Regions from separate parts of the Mus musculus genome. Here regions 1, 3 and 4 are each linked to region 2. Evidence: chromatin contacts called from public HiCAR-type and promoter capture Hi-C data. All regions are on one chromosome and are shown on one strand. The core of a region is the stretch at or near the end of the contact, and the rest is flanking DNA. Distances in the headings are between cores, read along the strand shown.

What was found. Promoter capture Hi-C pulls out the DNA fragments that hold promoters and counts their contacts. HiCAR-type assays count read pairs that join an accessible place to other places.
Region 1: a contact with region 2 is called in a HiCAR-type map of astrocytes, with 4 times the contacts expected there. The contact joins the promoter of Trp53inp1 here to the promoter of Chd7 in region 2. A contact is called at or near these places in 1 of 39 promoter capture datasets (liver) and 1 of 115 datasets of contacts at active chromatin or transcription factors (astrocytes).
Region 3: a HiCAR-type map of astrocytes shows a contact between it and region 2, with 4 times the contacts expected there. The contact joins the promoter of Sdcbp here to the promoter of Chd7 in region 2. A contact is called at or near these places in 1 of 39 promoter capture datasets (pre-B cells) and 1 of 115 datasets of contacts at active chromatin or transcription factors (astrocytes).
Region 4: a promoter capture Hi-C map of liver shows a contact between it and region 2, with 4 times the contacts expected there. The contact joins the promoter of Plekhf2 here to the promoter of Chd7 in region 2. A contact is called at or near these places in 3 of 39 promoter capture datasets (cranial neural crest, embryonic stem cells and liver), 1 of 484 Hi-C or Micro-C datasets (embryonic stem cells) and 1 of 115 datasets of contacts at active chromatin or transcription factors (embryonic stem cells).

The regions. Positions count from the first base shown.
Region 1 is chr4:11,151,875-11,157,905 of GRCm38.p6, reverse strand. Trp53inp1 (transformation related protein 53 inducible nuclear protein 1) reads right to left here and starts at 1,465. Exons shown (of 4, transcript NM_021897.4): 1 at 1,359-1,465.
Region 2 is chr4:8,688,268-8,694,045 of GRCm38.p6, reverse strand. Chd7 (chromodomain helicase DNA binding protein 7) reads right to left here and starts at 3,640. Exons shown (of 38, transcript NM_001277149.1): 1 at 3,271-3,640.
Region 3 is chr4:6,363,131-6,368,752 of GRCm38.p6, reverse strand. Sdcbp (syndecan binding protein) reads right to left here and starts at 3,073. Exons shown (of 9, transcript NM_001098227.1): 1 at 2,994-3,073.
Region 4 is chr4:11,004,902-11,010,626 of GRCm38.p6, reverse strand. It overlaps Plekhf2 (pleckstrin homology domain containing, family F (with FYVE domain) member 2), which reads left to right and starts at 3,008. Exons shown (of 2, transcript NM_175175.4): 1 at 3,008-3,234. It overlaps Gm46843 (a long non-coding RNA gene), which reads left to right. Exons shown (of 2, transcript XR_001784238.1): 2 at 1-178.

The DNA.
Region 1 (6,031 bases), core at 216-2,715, 2.5 Mb before region 2:
GGCTTGAGTGTGATCCCCAGAATATACATGGTGGAAGAAGAGAACCTAGCAGTTCAAAAAAACAAAGATGCTAATAAAAAGGTTTGTTCTTTTAGTCAGAAACAAGGGATGGCCTTGAACTGATTCTCCCACTGCCACCTGTTTAGTACTTGGTGGCATGGGCCACCTTTGATTCAAGTAATTTAAAAATCAATTTTGAACTACAAAAATACCAAGCCAAAAGAGTTGCCTGTGCTCCTTACACCTCTGTCTATTTAGCTAATTTACAAGGACTTACCACATCCTGTTCAGAAGTCTGAAAACAGTGAACAGAGAGCGGTTAGGTTGGTAATTCACTGCTTTGTTAACCTTAACTTTTGAAAGCAGTCGTTTCCATGAGAAATACACTAGGGAGCAGAAAGGAGTAAAAGACAAGATGAAAAACAAAAGAGACACTGGTCACAAAAATTAGTAGGCCATGGTTTCCAGCAAGGACTTTGAAAATTATAGTGGCTGAGGCTTGTACAAGCTGCCTAGTGTTTTCACACCTTACAATCACCACCAAAGATGTGATTTTTAAGATCTTGGGGGCATAGCCGGGCGTGGTGGTGCACGCCTTTAATCCCAGCACTTGGGAGGCAGAAGCAGGCAGATTTCTGAGTTCGAGGCCAGCCTGGTGTACAAAGTGAGTTCCAGGACAACCAGGGCTATACAGAGAAACCCTGTCTCGAATAAAACCAAAGGGGGGGGGGGGGGAGAAAGATCTTGGGGCATTTGTAATGATGTCGGTCCGAAGACCCAAGCTCAAAACTACTCAGCATTCTGAAAGAGCTCTTTCAGCCAGGAACTCCTTTAGTCTTTAAGGAGTTAACAGGTGGAAAGGGGTTCCCCGTTAATCTGCTCTGAACTTTTACACGGAGTAAACACACCGTGAAAGTGGAAGCAAAATGAAGGAATTGCACGTGAAATCCCTCTGCAAATAGTAAACACCGCTTCCTTTTAGTTAGCTGTGTGGCCTTAAAATTACTTTCTGTGCCTCCAAGTTTCCTCCGCTTAAATAAGCAATGTTGGGGCCTCGCAGGGCGGTCGCGACTGAAACGAAGTATTTAGAACCCACAGCAGTCTCTAGCACACCCCAAGTGCCAGCGACCAAACTGATGAGGACGGAAGCGACGGGAAGTGCTCTCCCCACAGGTGCAGGCTCGGTGATGCGCGAGGTCAGGAGGGGTCGGGCGGGTCTCCGGGTAACGGAGCAGGTTTCCCGTCACCCGCAGGTTCTCGGTGTCGCCGTGCTCGTCACGGCAGGGAGAGAGTCCGGCATGAAAGCCAGAGAGCGGGCAACCAACCGCCGCCCTCCCGCCTGTGTAGCCCGCACTTACGTGAGCCGAGCAGAGCTGCGGGTGCTGAGGTAGCTGCGGCAGGCCGGGCTCCTGCGCTGCGGTCGCTGCCCTGGCCGCCGCCGGCCCGTCCGGGTCCTTTTGTTGTTGTGCAGCTCTGGGAACAGCTGATCGGCTTCCCAGCCCCGCCCCGAGCCGCGCCAGCCGCAGGCCGACCAATCGGCTGCGCGGGGGCCTCCGGGGCCGCCCTGCGAGAGGTTGTCACTAACGCACGTGACCTGGCACTGGGCCGGCGGCGCGCCCGGGGCAGAAACAAGCCCGGGCAACAAAGCGGGAGCCGGAGAACACTCCGGGTGAGCGGGAGGAGGGGGAAGAACAGCGGCCCGGGACTGGCCGTGGTGGGAGCCGGCGGGACCGAGAGGAGAAGAGCCCGACCCCCGGAGCCGCTTCGGCTGAGTGAGGAGCCCAGAGTGTGGGTACAAGGCACTCAGCCCCCTTTTGCTGAGGGGCTGGTTAGGGATAGTAGTTGCTCCTCTGGTCAGTGTGGAGAGAAACCAATAGTCGCGATGCTGAAGGCAACCCACCGCTGGACATTGTTTTAAAAGAAGTCAGGGCCCCAAATACATGGGATGCCTGTGTCCCACTCATTCCTCACCCCTTAGACAGTAAGCCGGGGCCTAGTCTGCCTTATGAACTTGAACAGGAAGCTCTCAGGTCTTGCCCCCCAAGAGTCTGCTCTAGAAAGACAAAAGTCGGGCAGAGGAGGCCAGAACTCGGCCTAAAGGGCCTTAACTTCCGAAAAGAGGAACCCCGAGTGAAGAATTACCTCTGTTTCTTCCCAGGGGTCTGCATCTAAAGCCTTATAAGAACTGAGGAGGTTATGACCTTTTTTACAAAATGTAAACATTCACAGGACGCCTAGGTCCTCACCAGCTATTTATAGTGAGAAGAAAATGAGACACTACATTTATAAAGAGAGTCTAATCCAAAGCTCTACTGCACATACATTGGGGGATTAACTAGGAGTGACAGGAGTCATGTTGGTCCTGTCAGTTATATGGATTCTGTGGGGCTGAGATGTAATCTTCTGGCCTTGGTAGTCTCAAGAGACTCCTAGGTCTCGGATAGACCATCGAGTCACAGCCTGTTTGTCACCTAAGAAAACATCATCGGAAAACACAGATATTTACAATTCACAGTAGCAAATTATACTTATGAAATAGTAACAAAAACAGTTTTTATATTTGGGTCACCACAACATGAGAACTGTATTAAAGGGTCACAGCATTAACAAGGTTGAGAACCGCTGGGCTATACAGATGTGCGGACAAAGAAACAGGTTATAGATAAAGATGACAAATATCTGGCTTCTTCCTCGTCCTCTTGACATGAGACAAAGACCTTGTTTGTGTGCTTTTTCTCCTGTCAGCAGGGGTTCTCTTCTTGGTGATTGGTCCAGGCTAGTCCTGGACATGTTTTCCTGAAACTGTGGGCCCATCAGCTCCCTGTTGTTTAATTTACCAACCCCAAATTAGGAGAGGGGAACCCATTCCAGACCACAAAAAAACACTTAAAACACCGAGCCTTCCAGGGGAGAAATGGGTTTTGATCTCCAAGACCCTCTGCTCTCTGCAGGGAGTCAGAGAATTGGTCTGACACTCAGGTAATGATCAGTATGTGTTGATCATTTGACCATACATGCTTCAAGGGTGATCTGTGCTCAGTCTGGATTTTAGATTTTGGCAAATCAAATATTTTCTGTCAAATATTATTGCTATGTTAGGAGCCCTACCATCTGTTGTTTCCCTTTAAGAATCAATCCATCTAGAGGCCACTGTGTCCCTGGGGGTTTGGGGTGGAGGAGGGAAGGAACCCATCTAGAGGTCATCTTCCCATTTAGAACCAAAATTTATTAACAATTATAAAAGTCTAGTTTTTTTCTTAAAAAAAAAAAAAAAAACTTACCTCGTGCAGCTTAATAAGTTTGTTATTCCTAAAGGCAAAAGTGTGAAAGCAGCCGGGCAGTGGTGGTGCATGCCTTTAATCCCAGCACTTGGGAGGCAGAAGCAGGTGAATTTCTGAATTCGAGGCCAGCCTGGTCTACAGAGTGTGTTCCAGGACAGCCAGGGCTACACAGAGAAACCCTGTCTCGAAAAAACCAAGGGGGGGGGGGGCTGTGAAAGCAGTACCTTGTTATGACAGAAACAACCTGAGGTAAATGATGCTTCCAGAGACAGCCACCATAGGCCTCCATCATGAAATATAATCCTCTACCCCATACCCATGCACCCTGAATCTGGGCTAGCTCTGTTGGTGCTTTGACCACACAGTGTACCAGTAATGGACTTATACTTTTGAGCATGAAGAGAATCTGGCAGTGTCTGCTTTGTAGTCTAGTAGAAGACAACCACAAGACAGGACAGACTCAGTCATGCAGTGAAGAAGTTCAAACCATCTGTGTTAAGAGGCCACAAGGTAAAAGATGCCTAGCCAGGCCCTGGAGCACAGTTCATCTCATCCAAGCCAGGATACCAGATAGGAATGAGAGAAAAGGACCCTCTAGGCAGTTCCAGCTTCAGCAGACCATTTTGTGATAAGCTGACTCCACTGAGTCCTGCCAAAAAGGCAGAATCCTAAGCAAACAAATGATTGCTCGCTCTCTTTCTTTTTCTTTTACTCTCTCCCTCTCCCTCCCCCTCTCCCTCTCCCTCTCCCTCCCCCTCTCCCTCTCCCTCTCCTTCTCCCTCTCCCTCTCCCTCTCCCTCTCTCTCTCCCTCTCTCTCTCTTTTCCTTTTCCTTTTTTTAATTAAAAACAAGACAAAACCTCACTGTGTAGCCCAGGCTGCCCTTACATTTCTGATTCTCCTGCCTCTGGCTCCGAAGAACTTAGGTCACAGGCATGTGCTACTATACCCAGCAAATAATTGCTTTAATGCATTAAATGCAGGAGGTTTGCTGTTTTGCTTTTGTTTTTTTAGGACTGAACCTAAAACAACAGATGAACAAATACAAACTGAAAAGCCAGAAGCCCAGAGGAGGGTGGTAGCACGTATTTGTAATCTTAGCTTGTGAGGTGGAGGCAGGAAGACTAGGCGTTCAAGGTCATCTTCCAAGCTGAGGTCTATCTGGTCTACCAGAGACCTTGTCTCAAACAACACACCAATCAAACCCAAACAACAATAACAACAACAACAACAGAAATCATTCCACCAACAACAGCAACAAATCTCCCAAAAGGCCCATCACAGACATACCCATTTCTTATTAACAAGTTTTTTATTTTTTTCATCAGGCCAAGCATGTTAGCTCAGTGATAGAGTAACCACAAAAGGAAAGGAAAGCCATCTGTTACCTCAGGCATCACTTGCTTTCTGTTTACTCTTGCTGCTGTGTATAGCCTCACCACTGGTACTTGTTTTATTCCTGTGATGTACCAAGAAACACTGATAATTGTTTGTAGAAAGTTTATATGCCTGTCCCTATGAGAAAGTAGTATTTTATCACTGACATTGTCTGGAGGGGTGGGAACTAGATATATTAAAAGGAATGTTACTCTTCGTTTTAAAAATTGTTTTGAAATTCCTACTAACAACAGAAATCACCAAAATCCTTGACTGCCTACTGCCCACATCAGGATACCAGGGTGGGTCGTTCCTGCTGCCTCCCTGCTTGGAACACTCTGGTTTGCATACTTGTATGAAGTAAGACACAGGAGTAAAGTCACCTCTGCAGCATGAAGCTGTCTGCATGCATCTGAACTCAAATCACACACCAGCAACACAATCTTCTCAGTGTTGGATGACAAAAGACCTGGCCATTCTTTGCCTGGCCAGACCCCTTGAATGCAACCATCCTTTAATTCATAGGCTAATTCTCAGAGTGTTGCTATAGTACCCAGTTCCAGGCTGCCCCCTGCCCTGGGCGACCTTCTCTCCATCTGTCAGAGTACCCTTGTCTGTTTTCTGGGGTACTCAATACTCTTCCTTATCTACCAGAACAAAAAGGAATTCAACCTCAAGTTTTGTTTGAAGGATCACAGGACTGAATCACATTTATGCCATCATCCAGATACAAGTAATGCTCCTGCCTCCTGCTCACAAAATTAGGTGTGGCTGTCACGCTGCTAGCTGCGCTGAGATTGCTAAAGCATGTTGTTTCCTCCCAAGCCACAAAGGAGGACCCTACAGGCCTCCTTCCAACATAAATCACCGAACTGTTAAGCTATACTGCAGAACTATAGAGAATCCCAAAGTGAAGTCGGCTCGGTCATTTTCAGTCTGTGTACCAACAGAGACATTCAGATGGGCTTTGACTACAGGCCAAACTGTTGCTAGCTGTCTAGGGAAAATGCAGAGCTGGTCTAGATTGCATTTAAGATCACCAGCCACTTAAAATTCCATTATTCCAAATGAAGAGAATGTACCAAAAAGCCTGGAACAGAAGTGTGGTGGTTTGAATAAGAATAGCTGACACCAGCTCATAGATGTGGCACTCTTGAGATGTATTAGGGGGCCTGGCTTGTTGGAGTGGGTGTGGCCTTCTTGAAGGAAGTTTGTCACTGTGGGCATGTCCAGTGTTTTTCTTCCTGCTATCTTCTCATCTGGATGTAGCACTCTCAGCTACTGTCTAGTAGTATTTCTGCCACCCCGTCATGGTTACAATGGACTAAACCTCTGAAACTGTAAACAAGCTTCACCTAAATGCTTTCTTTCCTA
Region 2 (5,778 bases), core at 2,391-4,890:
ACAGACAAGTATATGTCCCTGTTCCCTGCTGAAAATCTAAGTGCTTCCTTAGCTCCTGACTTTGCATCAGTGTACAAGAAAGGTTGCAATGTTGCCTTGATGTTTAAAATCATAAAGGAACTTACTATAGTTCTGACCTCCCAGGAAAAGCAAGGCTGACAGAGAACACTCCTTATGGAAAAAGTATTGGCAAGATTCCACAAGTCAAACTGATTAAAAACTAGACCAAGCCTAGATGAATCCACAAAAATGCTGTTTTAACACCAAGTTCCTGACTGAATTAATACTTTCAACTGGGGTGGTGTCTCTCTCTCTCTGTGTGTGTGTGTGTGTGTGTGTGTGTAACTAGTTTATTTTTCTCCTTGAAAGAAAAAAAAAGTTGAGATTTAACTATCTATATTAAACTAACATACCACTCTACTATTTCTCATTCTGTCCTTGTGCTAAGGACATAGAAAAGGGAATCAATTTTAAAACTGATGTCAAACTAACTCCACTGATTAAGCAGGGTAACTACAGCCTGGGATTCACTTACCTCACTAGCTAACTTGTTTTTTGTTTTAATCTAGAAACTTTAATTTTGAAAGCATAAACATGGGATAGAAACTCATAAACTTCAAATTTACCAATCTGTCCAGATTTTTTGAGGGGTGGGGGCAAGATACCTAAAAAATATAAAATCAAAACACACACTCCCAGGAAACAACCTCAAATGGGGTGTCACACTGGGGAATTCACCTGTTACAAGCCTGTCAAAAACGCATTATCCCCCTTAACCAGCAGGTACCAGAAACAGGGAAGGGAGTGCTGTATTCACCCAGTGGACAAAAAGGAAAAAAAAAAGCATTTTTCATTTTAAATAGCTCTTAAAATTTGCTGACCAAGCCCTTTCCCATTTCCAATTTTTACTTTTACTGTTCTTTTTGTTTTCTTGCAGTTTTTCAAGGAAAATAAACTTTTCATAAGGAAACTGGAAGACTTAAAATGTCGCCTACTTATCACCTAGAAAGGCAATCCGAGTCCTCTGTGCCCCAAGCATCTAGCTTTCAGCCTCTTTATTATCGTTGTCAATGAATGGGCCCCAGTCAAATGAAAGCTGCCATTTTAGGGGAAAGACTGGAGGGCTTTCTGTTGTGCAACAGCGAGACAAAAACACTGTGCGACAGATGTACTCTGGGGGCTGGGGAGGATGCAACTTCATAAAACCACTGCTCAAGTTATTTCTCGGACATTACTGTAATCGAAACGTAATTATAACTGGAATAAATCAGGTACGGAGCTTCTGGGTCATTGCCACTAAGATTTTTTTGTCATCGTTAGAACAGATCTGTGAGGAAATAAAGAGATGTATTTTTCTCCCACTGATTATCACACGTATGATGAGTATTCCCCCTCTTACAGAAAGAGAATTGAGGGAAAGTAACTGTGGGCCCCTTAGGAAGGTGTCACCCACTGCAAAGACGGCTTCAATTTAAAATCTTAAAAAAAAATAAAAACCAGAGCTCACAAAATTATTTAAAAATATTTAATATATTCAGAGATCCAGCTCAGAGGATAGACACAGTTTAAGTAAGTTATTTAAATCGATTGCTAGATAATACACAATGGGAAACTAAAAAGTATACTTAGCAAGTGGAGAACTGGATAGTGTATCTAATTCTAGCAATTCAAAGGAAACTCTCCATGTGGGTTGCTACTTTTCTTTTGTCCATTGTCTGTTCAGAAGAGGGAAGAAGAAGGGGGAAAAAAAAAAAACTAGTTTAAAACCCAGGCGTGAACAGTCTCTAAAAGTGACCTCCAGGGAGAACCGCGCTGCCGGGCCGGAGCTCCTCCCGGGCCGCCGGCTCCACGGGGGCGCTCACAAAGCGGGCTACCGGGCCAGAGTTTGGGGTGCGCTCCCACGGCGCAAGGCTCCTCGAGGCAGAGCCATCCGGAGAAAGGCGACTCGGGAATGATGGCTGCTCGGGGCCAGCGGCTCCTTCCCCGGAGCCTCCTGACCAGTCCCCCGCCAACCGGCCGCCCCCTCCCCGTGCCACTCAACCCGCGCCGCCTCGCCCACCCCGCACCGCGCCCCGCCGCGCCCCGCCCGCGCCCCCAGCGAGCCCTGTCCCCGGTGCGAAGCAAACAAACAACGCGTTCCCCGCCACCCTCCTTCCTCTCTCGCTGACCGCTCGGCCTCCAGCCACCTCGGCCGCTCGCGCCCCGAGCCGGCTCTCCGCGGGGCCACCGCGTAACCCCGGCGCTCCGGGGCCACCTGGCGACCCCCGCCCCCGCCCGGACCCCCGACAGGCTGGGGGGAGGGGAGCGGGGACGCGAGTTGGGATCGCGGATTAAAGTCGCTATTATGCCGCCGCTGGCGGCCCGGCCAGCTCGGCAAGGTGGGGTCCCCCGGTCGCCCGCCCGCACTCGCCCCAGCCCGGCTCCCTTTCTTCTCGTCCTCGCGCACTTGGGAGCTGCCGGGGAGCCCCAGGAACCCCTAGCTGCGGGCTCGGAACTCTGCGACCGCCGCCGCCACCGGCTGGGCTCGGGACGCCCCCCGCGCCGCGTGTTCGCGCCACCCCCGCCCCCGCCCCACGCGGCGCCCCGCGCACTTTCCCTGCCGCCGACCCACCTCGCCCGTGGCCGTCCCCGCACGGGCTAGCGCCGCCGCGCCCGCAGGGACGCACTTTGTTCGCGCCGGTGCGGCCGCCGCTCCCGGCGAGCGCGGCGTGGTCGGGCCGGAGCGGGGGGCGGGGGCGAGGCGGGGGGCGCCGCCGTCCCCGAGCCCCGCGCTCAGCGCCCCGCGCCCGCGCGCCCGCCGCCGCTCGCGCCGGAGTTGGAACCCAACTTTTTCCTCCTTCCCTTTTCTCTCGAACGCAGCCGGCAACTCGTGCTCGGTGCCGGCGGGAGGAAACGCGCTCGCGCTCCCCAGAGCGCAGACACGCTCCCTCCTGTCCCCGTCCCCCCCGACGCCGGCAGCACAACAAAAAGCCATTTACATGCGAGGAAGTGACCCTCGGCCGCCCCGCGCGCCCCCGCCGCCGCCGGCCCCGCGGACGCAGGCAAAAGTTGGGGCGCGGGGCGGCGCTCGGGCCGCGGGTTCGGGCCCCGGCGGCAGCAACGCAGGCGACCGGGCGGGCGGCGCTACGCTCCTGCCGACCGCGGCCCCCGCGCACCTCTCCCCGCGCCCCGCACACGCCCAACTCCCCTCTCGCAACTCCGCGCGGCCGCGGCCCGGCACGGTTTCCTGCCGCCGCCCCTCCCGGGGGCGCCGGGGAAGTCTGCGCTCACCGGCTCGCTCCTTCGCTCGGGCTAGTCAGCCGCCGCGCGCCGTGGGGAACAAAACGCAGAGCGGCTCCGGAGTTGGCTCGGCGGCCGCGGCCGGGGGCTGATCCACGGACGCGGAGTTGGCCGCGCGCGGACGGGGCTCTGGCGAGTTGCGGGGTCTCCGGGTCCCCGGGCCGCCTCCTCCGCGGCGCTCCTTTGTGTAATTCCACTCGATTCAAGTTTAATCCGATAGTTCCCGAGCACGAGCGCGTCCGCACCACCACGGCTCAACCCCCGCGCCGCCGCCGCCACCGCTGCCGCCGCCGCCGCCGCCGCCGCCGCGGCCCCAGCACGCCAGCGCCTGCGCGCGCCCTGCACGCCGCGCGCACGAGCCTCCCGGGCCGCGCGCGCCCGCGGCCGGCTCTCTCCGCGGCGCGCCCGCGCCCGCGCGCCGCCACCTGACGTCAGGCGCGCCTGGCATAATTTATGCAAGAATTCGGCCGGGGTGGCGGAGGCCGCGGAGAGGCCGAGAGAAGGGGGCGGCGCGGCGCGGGCGGCCGCCCCTTCCCGTCCCGCCGGGCGCCGGCGCAGCGGGCGGGTGTCGGTCCCGGTGCGCGGCCGCCGCAGCCTCTCGGGCCGCCTGCTGCCAGCGCTCTCGCGCGGGTGCAGAGGGTGCCACGTTTCCGCGCAGCACCTTCCCGGAGCCGCGGTGCGCCGCCCTGGGGCAGGAAGCGGAGGCCCGGAGCCCGTAGTGACCCCCCGCCACCGCGAGGGGTGGCCAGCCCGGTGCGGACCGAGGAGGCTAGGGGTGTTTGGGTGTCTCTTCTGTAATTATCCTTCAACTTGAGATGATTTTCCCACACGAAATACCTAGGATGGACGCCTTTCCTTTCAAATAGATCCATCCCTGCCTCACCACTTGGCTTTAACTGACGTCCTCGGTGATAGGACAGCGGGATCTGCCACTAAATCAAAAAGTTTTAACTAGAGAGCATTGATTTTAGTTGAATTTGTTAGCATGCCAAAAAACGAAGGGATAGCGCAATGGTTATGAAACAAAGAAATAGGATGTGTGCCCATTTTTAAACGTGTCAGAACTGGAGTGTTTTCATCATTCCTTCGCCAATGTGGCACTAAATATCATCTTCCAGCTTTGAATAGCCGACCTTCTTGCCCATTTCTCTTTCCGGTACAAGATGAATATTAACCTTGAAGACATTTTTTAAATTAGTTTCCCTCTTGTGTAATAGATATTTAAACATTTACTAAGCATCTTTTGTGTGTGAAACACGGAGCAGATTTATAAACGGTCAACAATTGTAAACTCCAGTATGGTTTTATTAGGCTAAAGACTGCACTCACTTATAAATAAGGAAGGAGGTTATACAGCCAGCTATGACAGCTGTGTAAGTGCTATTGAACTCAAAAATCGTAGAGAAAAGGCAAAGCATGCTAATCTGGCCCACTGATGGTTGTACTACTACTGAGCTTAGAATCACACAGTTTTATATGGACAAATGACTTGCCAAAACTGCTTCATTTATACTGCAGCTTAATCAGTTAGACATCTATCTCCTAATAGAAATAGTTTTACTCTTTTTTTTAAAAAATTTTTTTACAATTGTTGCTTATTTAAGTGCATTGATTCTGGTTTTCTTTCGCCATAAGTTGGATTTCTAAAAGAAACATAGTCATCAAATAGTTTACAGATAATCAGAAGAAAACATTAACACTACAGGGAAAAAAATGTGACATTGAAAATCTACTTTTTTATAGCTCCAGTATCATAAACCAAAAATCACAAATCTAATGTAAGTCTTCCACTTATAATAAGTTTATATCCCTCAAAGTAAAACTATCATAGATACTTGGGGGGGAATCTCACTTGTCAGACTCGCATCTATTTCAAGACAACTTACAAGCTAAATAATATGACCTCTACATTTAATGAAAGTATAACGTTTAGGCTCCAAGTGACTATGTGGAGGTCTCCTGTTGTGTCCTTGTGTATTTCACTAGGACGTTGGGACACTAACTTTTGTAATGTGCCAAAGATAAACACAGTCAGTGTGGGACATATCAGCCACATCTCCCCTCCCTGACTTAATATCCTCCTTATCCGGGAAGTCCGGGTTAGAAGTCCAGGCTTTCAGAGGTTCTGCTGGTGCAGAACTCCAAGGGCCTTGAAAACCCGAAGACCCTCAGGCGCAGACCTAGGCAGCTTTGTACCGGCTAAGCCTCAGCTCCCACCCACCCCCCACTACCCTAAGCCTGGAACACTCTTCTCTCCGTTTGCTTCTTTCTTGAAGTTTTCCCAAAGAGAATCATTTGAATTCACAAGCTTTAGCTTTAAGTATGCAAATACCTCAGGGCCAGATAAGGGTCACTCACAGCCAAATGTAAACTCCTGCGGAAGAGTTGCTTTTCTTCCCAGCACCCAGCTGAAGCTACCCCATTGACAGATTTTTACATTCTTTTCACATTGGATTGTAAGAGGTTCCAGGCTTGGTTCTAGGCGCTTGGCGTGAAGCT
Region 3 (5,622 bases), core at 1,824-4,323, 2.3 Mb after region 2:
ATGACCAGAAGGAACTAGTAATGTAGGCACTTTTAAAAATCAACTGCACCAATTATTCTATTTAATGTTTATAAGCCTAAGTGAAAATTCTCTTTAAATAAGAACAATAATGGGTACTCCCTCACCATAATCCTAAGCCACTCAAGTTATTAAAGATACTGTATTTGACCACAGAAATAAAAAAAATTAACGAAAAGTATTGACATAACTCATTGATCGTTGTGATCTGGAATTAGTATTGTGTTTTAATGACCCAAATACAAGAAAAATCAAAAGCAATGATGTGCTGGAACAAAGATAATAGTTGAAATCTTCACAATGGTTAAAAGATAGGACCACATATTCTAATTGGGGAAATTAGCGCAAGTCAAATATGTGGCCCATTTCAACTATGTATAATCAAACCCAAATACTTTGGAATGGCTTAGTTTTCCTTCGTTGAAATCACTCTTAAAATTTCCGGTAATGTTCCACTGTGGAACTTTTCACTTCAGACAACTAAATACAAATAATTTAAAAGCATAAATAAGAAAAAGTGTTGTGTTGAATTCAAATAAAATAATAAGGACCTTGGTTGTCCAGAGGGACAAAAGACAATCCTTGTAGTTCATATAATGTGTCAAAGAACATACCTGAATCAATCCTAACAGAAATTCTGTGACCACATGGAATGAACACACCACACACACACACACACACACACACACAGTGAAAGAGAACTCACTTAGGTCAGGTCCCAAGAGAAGTATTTGACTTTAGCTAATCTTCAGATAAAAACTACCTCAGGCATAAAAAAAAAAAAGTTCCCAGGAGTGGGGGCAACGACTGGACTGTAAAAAAATAAATAAACCAAACATCCCAGGGGCTTCTGATGATCAGCCACTGAGACCTGCGCCCATATGTGTCACAGGTTAGTATAGGGTCTATAGAGGGGAAGCGGTTACCCTTCATTACAGCTGTAAGAGGAGCTGGAGCTGTTGTGATCTGTTGTGATGTGACAGGAGTCTTGCAGGGGGAGAGCCTTCAGCTCGGAAACGTGGAAGGAGGTTCTGCTTATTCTCCGTCAGGAGTGGGGCCCAGGAAGGTTCAGACCATGTACACTAGTAGGGCACACTAAGAAGGTGACAAAGTTAAAACTGTAGAGTTGTTGTGAGTCTGGGCCCCAGGGGCCTAGGTTCCTGGCAGGTCTGTATGCAGGAGCTCCAAGGAACACATGCTGTTCAGTTCCCAGCACCCATTCTTGGGGCAACTGACAAAACCACTAATTCAACCCCACAGGCACGCTGACTCTGGCCTCTCCACTCCCTGCACTCCCCATCCCACTCCCACGTATGTACACACACACATACACACACACACACACACACCATTTTTTAAAAAGCTAGCGGAAAGAAACTATCATTTTTTAAATATAGTTGTTCAAAGCCTTTTACAATTTTAAGAAAGTTAAGTATAAGAGGAGTAACTCCTACAATTTAGACATCTGCTCCAATTATAACTCCAGACACAGTAAGACCGCTTCATGTCTTTAGTTGACATGTACTTGCAAAGGGTGACAATCATACCTACTAGCTTGGTCACAGTGACACTGACCAAAACACAGCCAAACTTAACCATAACTGAAAGTTATAATCCAAAATGTTATTACTAACTGGAAAAACAGACACATACAGCAGAAAATCATGCCTTCCTCAGTGTTAAACTGAGGGAAACATATTTACATGTCTGACCATAGAGGCACTATCTGAACCAGTACCTAAGACCGTAAAAGAACTGGCCTGCCAGAGGAAATATGGCTGGCTGGTGGGCACAACCAAAGCCTATGCCAAGCACAGGGGAGGTTTTATACTGTATGCTCTACATTTTAAATGCTTAAAATTTTGAGCCATATGTTTACTAATTACATCCTTAAAAGCTAAAATTTTCAGTAAGTGTTGCAACATTTGGCAATTAATAAGTACAAGGAGAACGATTATTAAATGTATAAGTATTTTAAAGTGTGTGGGTGTCTTTTACAGTCTCTGGATGTTTACTACCTAAGAGAAAGTGGCAAAAATGGGGGGAAGTCGGTGAGCCGTGCTCATTTTAAAGGGCTGCTTAATTCAAAAGTGCATCAAAATCTTAATCAGCCCTTTCTTGTTCATGATTTTTAAATCCTCTTTAATAGATCCAGCACAGCTAAAATCTGCTTCCAAAGTTAAGTGACTCTGGCTATAATGGAGTAATTGTTTACTGAGCCTTCTCGTCATTCCATTTCCTTATTTCCTGGTGCAAGTCATCTGATCAGTAATACTTACGTACCACTTAAGACCTACCAGTTTAAGGACCTAAGTTGTTAACAGGATGAAAAGGCATATTTTCTGCTTTGTCCTATCCTCACATCGGGAAAATGAGAGTACAAATCTGCTGAACTATATCACCTTGACATTTCAAAAGTAAGACAATTGACCAGGGCAGCAGCTATTTTCAATATAACTTTCGTTCTTAAACATTTGTTCTCGGTGTAAAGCGTGCGTGTTAAGAATTTAAAACTCTACACTTTCTAAGTAATTTACCTAATGGAAAACAAAACAAAACAAGAAAAAAAAAAGCTATGTGTCGAAGATAGGACGAATACAACAAACGATCCCACACACTCCACGGCTCCATAACTGCACTTCTGAAACTGGAAACTTTCCACGTCTGTACGCCTCCCTCCGCCCCGTATTAGAAGGAAATCCTCCAAGGAGATCTGAGTCACCAGACCTCCGGAGACCGTTCCTGGTGCACACACCCCGCTGCAAGCCCTGGCCCTCCCTGCCCCCTTCCAGAGCAGCGGCTCCGCAGCTAACCGTTGTCACCTCCGGTCCGTCGCGCCCTGCCAGCCGTCCGGAAGCCGCTGAGGACGCCACCGAGTGCGGGCGAGGACCCGGCCAGACCCACCCGGGGCCCGAAGCAGAGCGCCGGACCAGCTCCGAGACCTGCCGGGGCCCGGGACCCCCGCGGCCACTCACCTGCCCCGAGGACCGCGCCGCTCCTGCTGCCCGCTCCAGCTCCACACAACCGAACCTCGGGGCCCGCCCTGCGCGTCATCACCGCCCCCGCCTTCCGCCGCGCAGGCGCAGGCGCACGCGCCGTCCCCATGACAACGCGGCACAGCCCGAGCGACCACCAGCCCACCCTCCCTCTACGAAATCCTCCCAACTCCCGGCTCCAGCCTCGGTTCCCTGGCAGCCCCCGCCGCCTTTTACTACCCTTTGTTCCCAGAACGAATGCTCATTGGCTGCTGACTGTTACTCTCGGTGTTGAACACACACACACACACACACACACACCCTGAAATAAATAAAACCCACATTCTAATCTTAAAAACACGGACTATGTGCTTTCTGAGAGTTGATGGTGCTGATAGGGGAATCCAGATGTTTGGGGTGTACATGAATATGTGAAACTGACAATATCTACACCAGTCCATGGCTGAGGCCATTTCCTAGTAACAGTATATGACATCATTGGCATGCAAGCAATTGTCTATCTAAATTATTCATCATCACAGTCATTTGAAATTTTATCTCTGGTAAAACAATAAGCATTACATGACAAGAGGAATGAAAATGTGATGCTCCAGGGAGAATATGGCTTAACTGATGAACAACTTGTAAAACGAGTTACGGGATGGAAAAGGAAGAAATACAGTTCTATTCACAGCTGGCAAGATTATCTATGTAAACAAAGAGAAAATAAACACCAGTAAGCAGAATAAGCAGCTACAGCAAGGTTGCTACGATACACGGTTAATATACACACGAGTCAATTACTTTCCTATCTGCACGAAATGAGCAATTGGAATTGAATATTAAAAATATATCAAGATAAAATACTTAGCTACAAGCCTAGTTGAATGAATATCTGTGTGAAGGAAAACTCCTAATTAGAATTTCATGCTGTGGAAATAAATAGGTTGGAATGTCGAAAGTCCAGAGGAAGATCACCATATCTTGGGCTAAATCCTGGCCCTCCAGAACAGCCATTCCTTGTTTCCCTGTGTCTAAACTAACATCTTGTGACAATAAACAACAGGTCTTTAGAATCTATTGAATTAGCAGGCAACTAGCTTCTACCAATCCAAATGCTTAGAATGCCACCAGAAAACACCTTGCGTCTTACAGAAAGGTTCCCTGAACCTCACCCCCACTGCCTTGTCCTGCCTCTCTGAAGTAAGCGCCTATGTATTGTAAGCTTGCCTTGACTGATGACTTCCTCTGTCCTGTAAAATGGTGCACGCCTTTAATCCCAGCACTTGGGAGGCAGAAGCAGGCAGATTTCTGAGTTCGAGGCCAGCCTGGTCTACAGAGTGAGTTCCAGGACAGCCAGGGCTACACAAAGAAACCCTGTCTCAGAAAAACAAACAAAAACAAAAACAAAAACTATGAGAGCTACTTGAGGCTACTTGTTGGAACATAGAATTTGAAGTAACCTAAATCTGTGTTCCCAGGCCATGGTCACTCAAAATGGTTCCAAAATCAACTATCTCTTATCACCTTTAAGATGAGAGCTGCGGTTTCTTTGTGTTGACAGGGAGTTCTAAAGAAAATGAAAGATCTGAGTAAAGTGGGGGACGCCCACCTTTATACATAGGAAGAAAGATTTTATGGAGATGTCAGTTCTGCCCACCATCTATAGATCTCATCCAATCTCAGTCAAAATCCTATCAAGTCATAGATACCAACAAGCTGGTTCCACAGTTTGTGAGAAAAACAAAACACCAAGGCGGGCAAGATGGTTTAGTGGAGTGAAAGCATTTGCTGAAAAACAAACAAAAAAAACAAAAAATACTGTCAACCTGGAAAGAGAGAGCCAACTGGAGATGTTGTCCTCTGACTTCACATGTTTGTGCTGTGTGGCAGGAGAACTGTACACATATACATGGGCACACACACAAACAGTAAATAAACTAATCATAAAGGATGCTGAAGAAGATAAAATATGTAGCTTGAGGGTGTTTTACTGTGGCTACAAGAACAAATTACCAAAGGCTAGGTGGTTGGAGCAACGGAACAGGGAATACCTGTTATATCTTGAGTTACCTAAAGACTTTGGATCTAACAAGGACCCACCTCCTAATGTGCAGATAGCCAACTTCTCATTGCAACTAAAAGACAGGAGAGAAAAACAAGGGGCGATGAGGAAAGAAGAGGGGAAGAGGAAGGGAAGAAGGGCAGAGTTCATGAATCACACTACAGAGTGGGCTTCCTTGTAGGAACTAGAATTAGAGACACGAAAATTCTGTTCATAACAGCAGTAACTCAGTACAAAACTCCTTTGATGGTATAGCATAGTAATCAAGGGAGAGTAGAGATGACAGGCAATGAAGCAGAGAAATAGAATCAACAAATGCACCGAATAGATCTTGACAAAGAAGCAAAGTCACACAGCTGTGAGTTCGACCCCTCTGTATCATGAAGGAGAAGATGAAGAAGAAACAAACCTAACAGCAGCCATTTTACAAGCCTTTAATCTCAGCACTCAGGAGGCAGAGGCAGGAGTTCAAGGCCAACCTGGTCTACAAGTAAGATCCTGGACAGCTAAGGATTACATAGAGAGAGAGAGAAACCCTGTCTGAAAATAACTAAAAGCCGGGCA
Region 4 (5,725 bases), core at 1,759-4,258, 2.3 Mb before region 2:
GATAGATCTTTCTATGTTTTGGAAGTGGACTTTGGATTTCAGGGGATGGAAAAAGGATAATGTCTTATCAAGTTTGTGGATGTGGCAGTGCCATTTCACTGTGATGGTCAAGTCTGGGGGAGAGGAATCCAAAGCTCATGGGAATAATAAAACAAAAGAGTAATAAAACTAAGGAGTAATAAAACCAATGTAGGAACTTGCCATCTCCCTTCGAATGCTGTTTTCAGTTAACCAAACTGTCTTAGTTAGGGTTTCGTTGCTGTTAAGAGACACCATGACTAGGCAAATCTTATAAGGGACATCATTTAATTGGGGCTAGTTCAGAGGTTCAGTCCATTATCATTATTGCGGGAAGCATGGCAGCATCTATCCTGACATGGGGCTGCAGGGGGAGCTGAAAGCTCTAGATTTTGATCCAAAGGCAGGAGAAGACTGGCTTCTATGTGGGTAGGAGCTGGGTCTCAAAGCCCACCCCCACAGTGACACACTTCTTCCAACAAGGCCACACCTCCTAAGAGTGCCAATCCCTGGGCCAAGCATAATCAAGCCACCACACAAGCTCTTCTCATTCCCAAAGCAGATACCCTAGAAAAAACTCCTTTTGATTGAAGGACAGTTAGCAAATCAACTTTGTCTTACAGGCTCATAGAATTCAATTAATTAAAACTCAAATTTTGCTGCTATTTTTCAAGGTTTTCTATGTGTTAGACCTTTGCCTATTTTATCTTCATGTTACAGCTGAGATATGAGGGTGAGAGACAGATTTTTGGTTTGTTTGTTTTGAGACAGGGTTTCTCTGTATAGTCCTGGCTGTCCTGGAACTCACTTTGTAGAACAGGCTGGCCTCGAACTCAGAAATCCACCTGCCTCTGATTCTCGAGTGCTGGGATTAAAGGTGTGTGCCACCACGCCCAGCCGGGCAGATCTTACCATCTAAACCGGTGCTGGAGTGACAGGCTGTGTCAGAACTGCCCAACTGTCTTTAAGTGACTTTGGTTTCTCATTTTGTATGGGTTGCTATGTTACAGAACTTTCTATGATGGTGGGATGTTTTATAGTGCCAGTGTCTTTATAGTCACGTGATCAGTGTCAGTAAGGAACCAGATCTTAAATTTAAATTTTAATCAATACACCTGCTTAGTGGTTTTGCCAGTATGAGTCTAAATAAATGGCTTCCAAACTGGGGCGCACACATCCCAGGAAGGGAAGAGAATACACAGACTGCAGGTAGAAAACTTATTACTCCATAGATTTATATCATTATTTGGCATGTCTTATTTAATATTTAATAACAAGGTAAACTGTAATAGACATATGTGTGTACACATTGTACATGTATGTTTAATAATTTTCATCATTCATTATTCTTAGCTTGTGCTTGGCATGTTACAAATATTGATTCATCTAATGACTCTTTGAAGTACTCTTATTATTCTAGTTTTACACACGAAGGAACTAAGGGTAACTAAGTATGTCCAAGGACGCAGGTATCATAGTTTGTGGCAAAGCCAAGATTTTGAGTGTAGACAGTCTGGCTTGCATCTTTGTACTTTAAGTTAAACAAGTGTGTTGTAGGGAGGGCAACTTTTTTTTGTTTTTTTTTTTTTTTGTTTTTTTTGTTTTTTTTTTTTTGAGACAGGATTTCTCTGTATAGCCCTGGGTGTCCTGGAACTCTCTGTAGACCAGGCTGGCCTCAAACTCAGAAATCTGCCTGCCTCTGCCTCCCGAGTGCTGGGATTAAAGGCATTCGAAGAGCAACATTTTTATTGATGACACTAGAAACACAGCAGTTCCTAATCTTAAAATTTAAAAAGATTTTAGAGTGTGCTTAGTCTAGCACACATAAAGATTGTGTGTGTATACGATTGAAATCCTGTAACTATCCCTATTACGACAACTGATCTCCTTTGCCAGTTTTGTTCTGGATACTAATTTAAAACAACTGTATTTGTTTCACAGACATTCTTCTTCCTCTTCCTCTTCTTCTTCTTGTTTTTCGAGACAGAGTTTCTCTGTAGACCAGGCTGGCCTTGAACTCAGGATTCCGCCTGCCTCTGCCTCCCAAGTGCTGGGATTAAAGGCGTGTCCAACACCGCCCGGCAGCTCTCAATCTTCTTAATGCTTTAATATAGCTCCTCCTATTGCGGTGGTCTCCACCATATAATTATTTGTTACTACTTCATAACTGTAATTTTGCTGTTATGAATCATAATGCAAAATATGTTCTCCGATGGTCTTAGGCGACTCCTGTGATCCGCAGGTTGAGAACTGCTCAACAGGAGGCTAAAAAGAAAATTCCTGAATAAAACTTTAATAATAACCCAATTTCTACCCCTTTCCTGTTTAAACGGTGTGCTTTTCCCAGCCAGCCAGCCTAGATGCCTCTGCTATCTCTCCGCAGCGCCTAGTAAACGCTCTTCTAACCCAGCGTCATGGTAGCACCGAGTTCTAGGTACGCGAAGCAGTTGGCCGAGGGGAAGTTTTGAAAAGAGCGGAGTTCTTCGGCATAAGGTTACACAGGAGCCTGCGGGTCATGGGTGCGGTAAGCGCAGACCCCTGGCTTGGGAGAAAGCGACAGCAGGTGTTCGGCTGAATGGCCGAGCCGGGCGGGGTTGGCAGACGCGGTTGGGTGGCGAGAAGCAAAGCCTTTCCTGTTCCTTAGGGCGGGAGGCGTGGAGGCAGCTTCCGCCCATTCTTCCAGAGAACTTCGCGGACTGCTTAAGAGCCCTTTCCGAAGGCTAGCCCGAGTCAGGAAAGTCAGGTCAGGCGACCCAGTCCAGCCTCAGCTGGCTCAGACGCGCGTCACCTCTGCAGAGGCGCGCGTTCCCCAACCCCGCCGGGGGAGGCCCCCGAGTGGGTGTGGCCTCCGCTGAAGAGCCCGCCCCCCGTGCGGTCGCGTGGGGATGGAGGGGCGGGGCAAGGCGATGGGCGGGGCGAGGGAGCCGGGAAGAAAGGGCAGGGCGGGTGTGCTCGTGCCCGTGTTTGGCGCTTGGGCGGGGGCGCGCCGGTGCGCGCGCAGGAGGGAAGCCAGCCGGAGCGGCCGTTGTCGGGTTCGACTGGAGGGGCGGTGAAGTCACCTGCGAGCGGCTGCGCCCGCCGCGTCCGGATCGCGCCGGCCTCGCGGGGCCCCACGCAACCCTGCGAGGCTGGGGTCGGGGAGCAGGCGGAGTCCGCGCCCGGAGTCGGCGACTAGGAGGACTCGCACCCTCGGCGCCGCCGCCCGCGCGGGGTCGGGTAGGTGCCATGGGGGTCGGGACGCACCGGGCGGCGGCGGGCTGGGGAGGGAGAAGCGAAACTTTGCGGGCGCCTATCCCCGCGGGCCCGGGCCAGCCGTGGCGCGGGGAGGGGTTGGCGCGGGCGGCGGCGGCCGACGCCATGTTGGGGTCTGTGGGAAACGGGGCGCTCGGGCGGCTCCCCTCCGGGCCGGCGCTCGGGCTGGAACCGCCTGGGTCCCGCCGCGCCCGTCCGCGGGACGCCGCCCGGAGGGCCAGGGCCGGGACCATAGACGGCGGCTGGGGACTGGACCTCGCGTCGCCCCCGAAGTTGTGGGGCAGCAGGACTCGGGTCCCCAGATCGTGCGGTCTGAAAACTTTGCAGGGTCTGGGCGTCAGGGGCACGCTCTGACTCCAGCAGTTTATTTTATGACTTTATATGAAAATGGCACCGTACAATTGGCTCAGATAGGAGCGGTAGCTTACACGCTACTTGAAGGGTTTTTTTTTTTTAAGTTTTATGATCTTTTGCCTAGTTTTTTTTTTTTTTTAATGTTATTAAAGGCCAAGAGCTGGTTCCCCAAGTTGCTCGAGTAGCCTTGTATAGTCCTCGAATATTAAAGCAGTAAGTTGTGTGAGTGTGCAGTGGAAATGACTAGTATTCAGGTTACATACACCTAAGCAGTAATTCAGACTCCCAAGTACATTAAACTGGTAAATGCCTTCTTTGTTATGTTTTAATATGTTGCCTAAGAGACTCGTTAAAGAACCATTTAGAGTTGAACGTTCAGTTGAAACGTTAAGGCATGTGTTGTCTTAAGACTAAGTGAAATAACCCAGTGTGTTGGCTCATGCCGGTTTTCTGAGCACTCCCGCGGGCTAGGGCAGAAGCATTGCCGCGAGTTCAAGGCCAGCCTTGGCTACAGCTTGAGTCTGAAACAAACAACCCCAGGACCACAACAAACAGATTAGGGTGATTTTGACGATTCAGTTTTTTTTTTATTCTTTTTCCTTTTCGTTCCTTAAAGGTGCATGAGTTTTGAGCCCCTATCTTTGTACCTTTATAGCTTAAGGGGTGGGAGGACCCAGGTTAAATCAGAATTAACCCAGGCTATTTTTAATCACTATGGGTCATGAGAGCATTGGGAGGTGAATGGTATTAAGTTGCTTATTTGGAAAGCTCTTTATAATCGCCCCTGCCCCCAAATGAAACTGGTGTACAGCATGAAGTAGCCTAGTAAATAAATACCCTTAAAAAAATAAAGGCGGCTTTAAAATTATGTTAAATGGGCTGAAAAGACTCTTAACAATGCAGAAGCCGTAAACAGCCGTGGTGGTTTTCCTTTTTTACTCTTTAGTTTTTTAAAATCATTCTACTATGTGGGGAAGGAGGAGGCACGCAGCCCCAGACCTCACGCAGAGAGGTCAGAAGACAAATTTCCTGAGTTTCTTCTCTTCACCATGTGATTATGGGGATGGAATTTAGGTTGTCAGGCTTGGGGGCCAGCTGCTATCATTACTTTCTGAGCCACTTTTCTGACCCCTCTATTTTTAATTATATCGTGTGTGTGTGTGTGTGTGTGTGTGTGTGTGTGTACATTTGTGTGGGCACATGGCACAACTGTGGAGGTCAAAGGGATAACTTTGGAAGTTGCTTCTCCATCCACCTTCTGCCCCAGGATAGAGCTGAGGCTGTCAGGCCTGGCCTCAGAGCCTTACCCCACAGAGCCATCCCTGCCCCTCTTTTTAGTGTTTAGTAGGTAAAAGTACTTTCTTAGGTATGCCAACTTTCTTTAAATTTTTCTTTAATTTTTGCTCCCTTGTCAGGTCACTTCCATTTGATATATATTTATTTTTTGGACCAAAAATTATTTATCAGAAAGAAGTTACTAGCCTGATATCACAAATCTTAGTAGTCAGTCTGCAGCCATCTGATCGTTTCTAGAGCATGGCATAACTCATCCCTGTGTGGGCATTCTCTTGCCCATCTCGTTTCTTCACTTATCCTAATTCAGGCTTCAGTAGAACTGTCTGCTAAAGAGCTGATAATGCAAGGGTATGATACTGACTGTTTTCTTCTTAAAAACTTTTTGTGGAAGCTGGGGGTGTAGTGGAGCACGGCTGTAATCCCAGCACCCTGAGGCCAAATTGCTGAGGGGTTGATCTGGGATTCATAGTGAGACTGTCTCAAAACCAACCAAAACCAAATCTACCCTCAAACCTGCCCTCTTTGATGCTTTCCCACCCACTGTGCAGACCAGCTTCCTCTTTCTCCATTGGATTCAACCCTAGGCGTCCTAGACCTACCACCTAGGTCTGTAATGGCACGCCCTTGACGGCAGGCCTCATGTGAGGTCCCATTTGCTTGTCCATCTTCCGCAAGCCAGAATGGAGCAGATGCTCAGGGGAGGCTTAGATGGTTCCCTGTAAATAGTCTTCATAAACTTACTAAATTGTCATTTATCCGTGGGATAGCTAAGCTTCTCCGTCGTCTGCCCTACGCACTACAAACT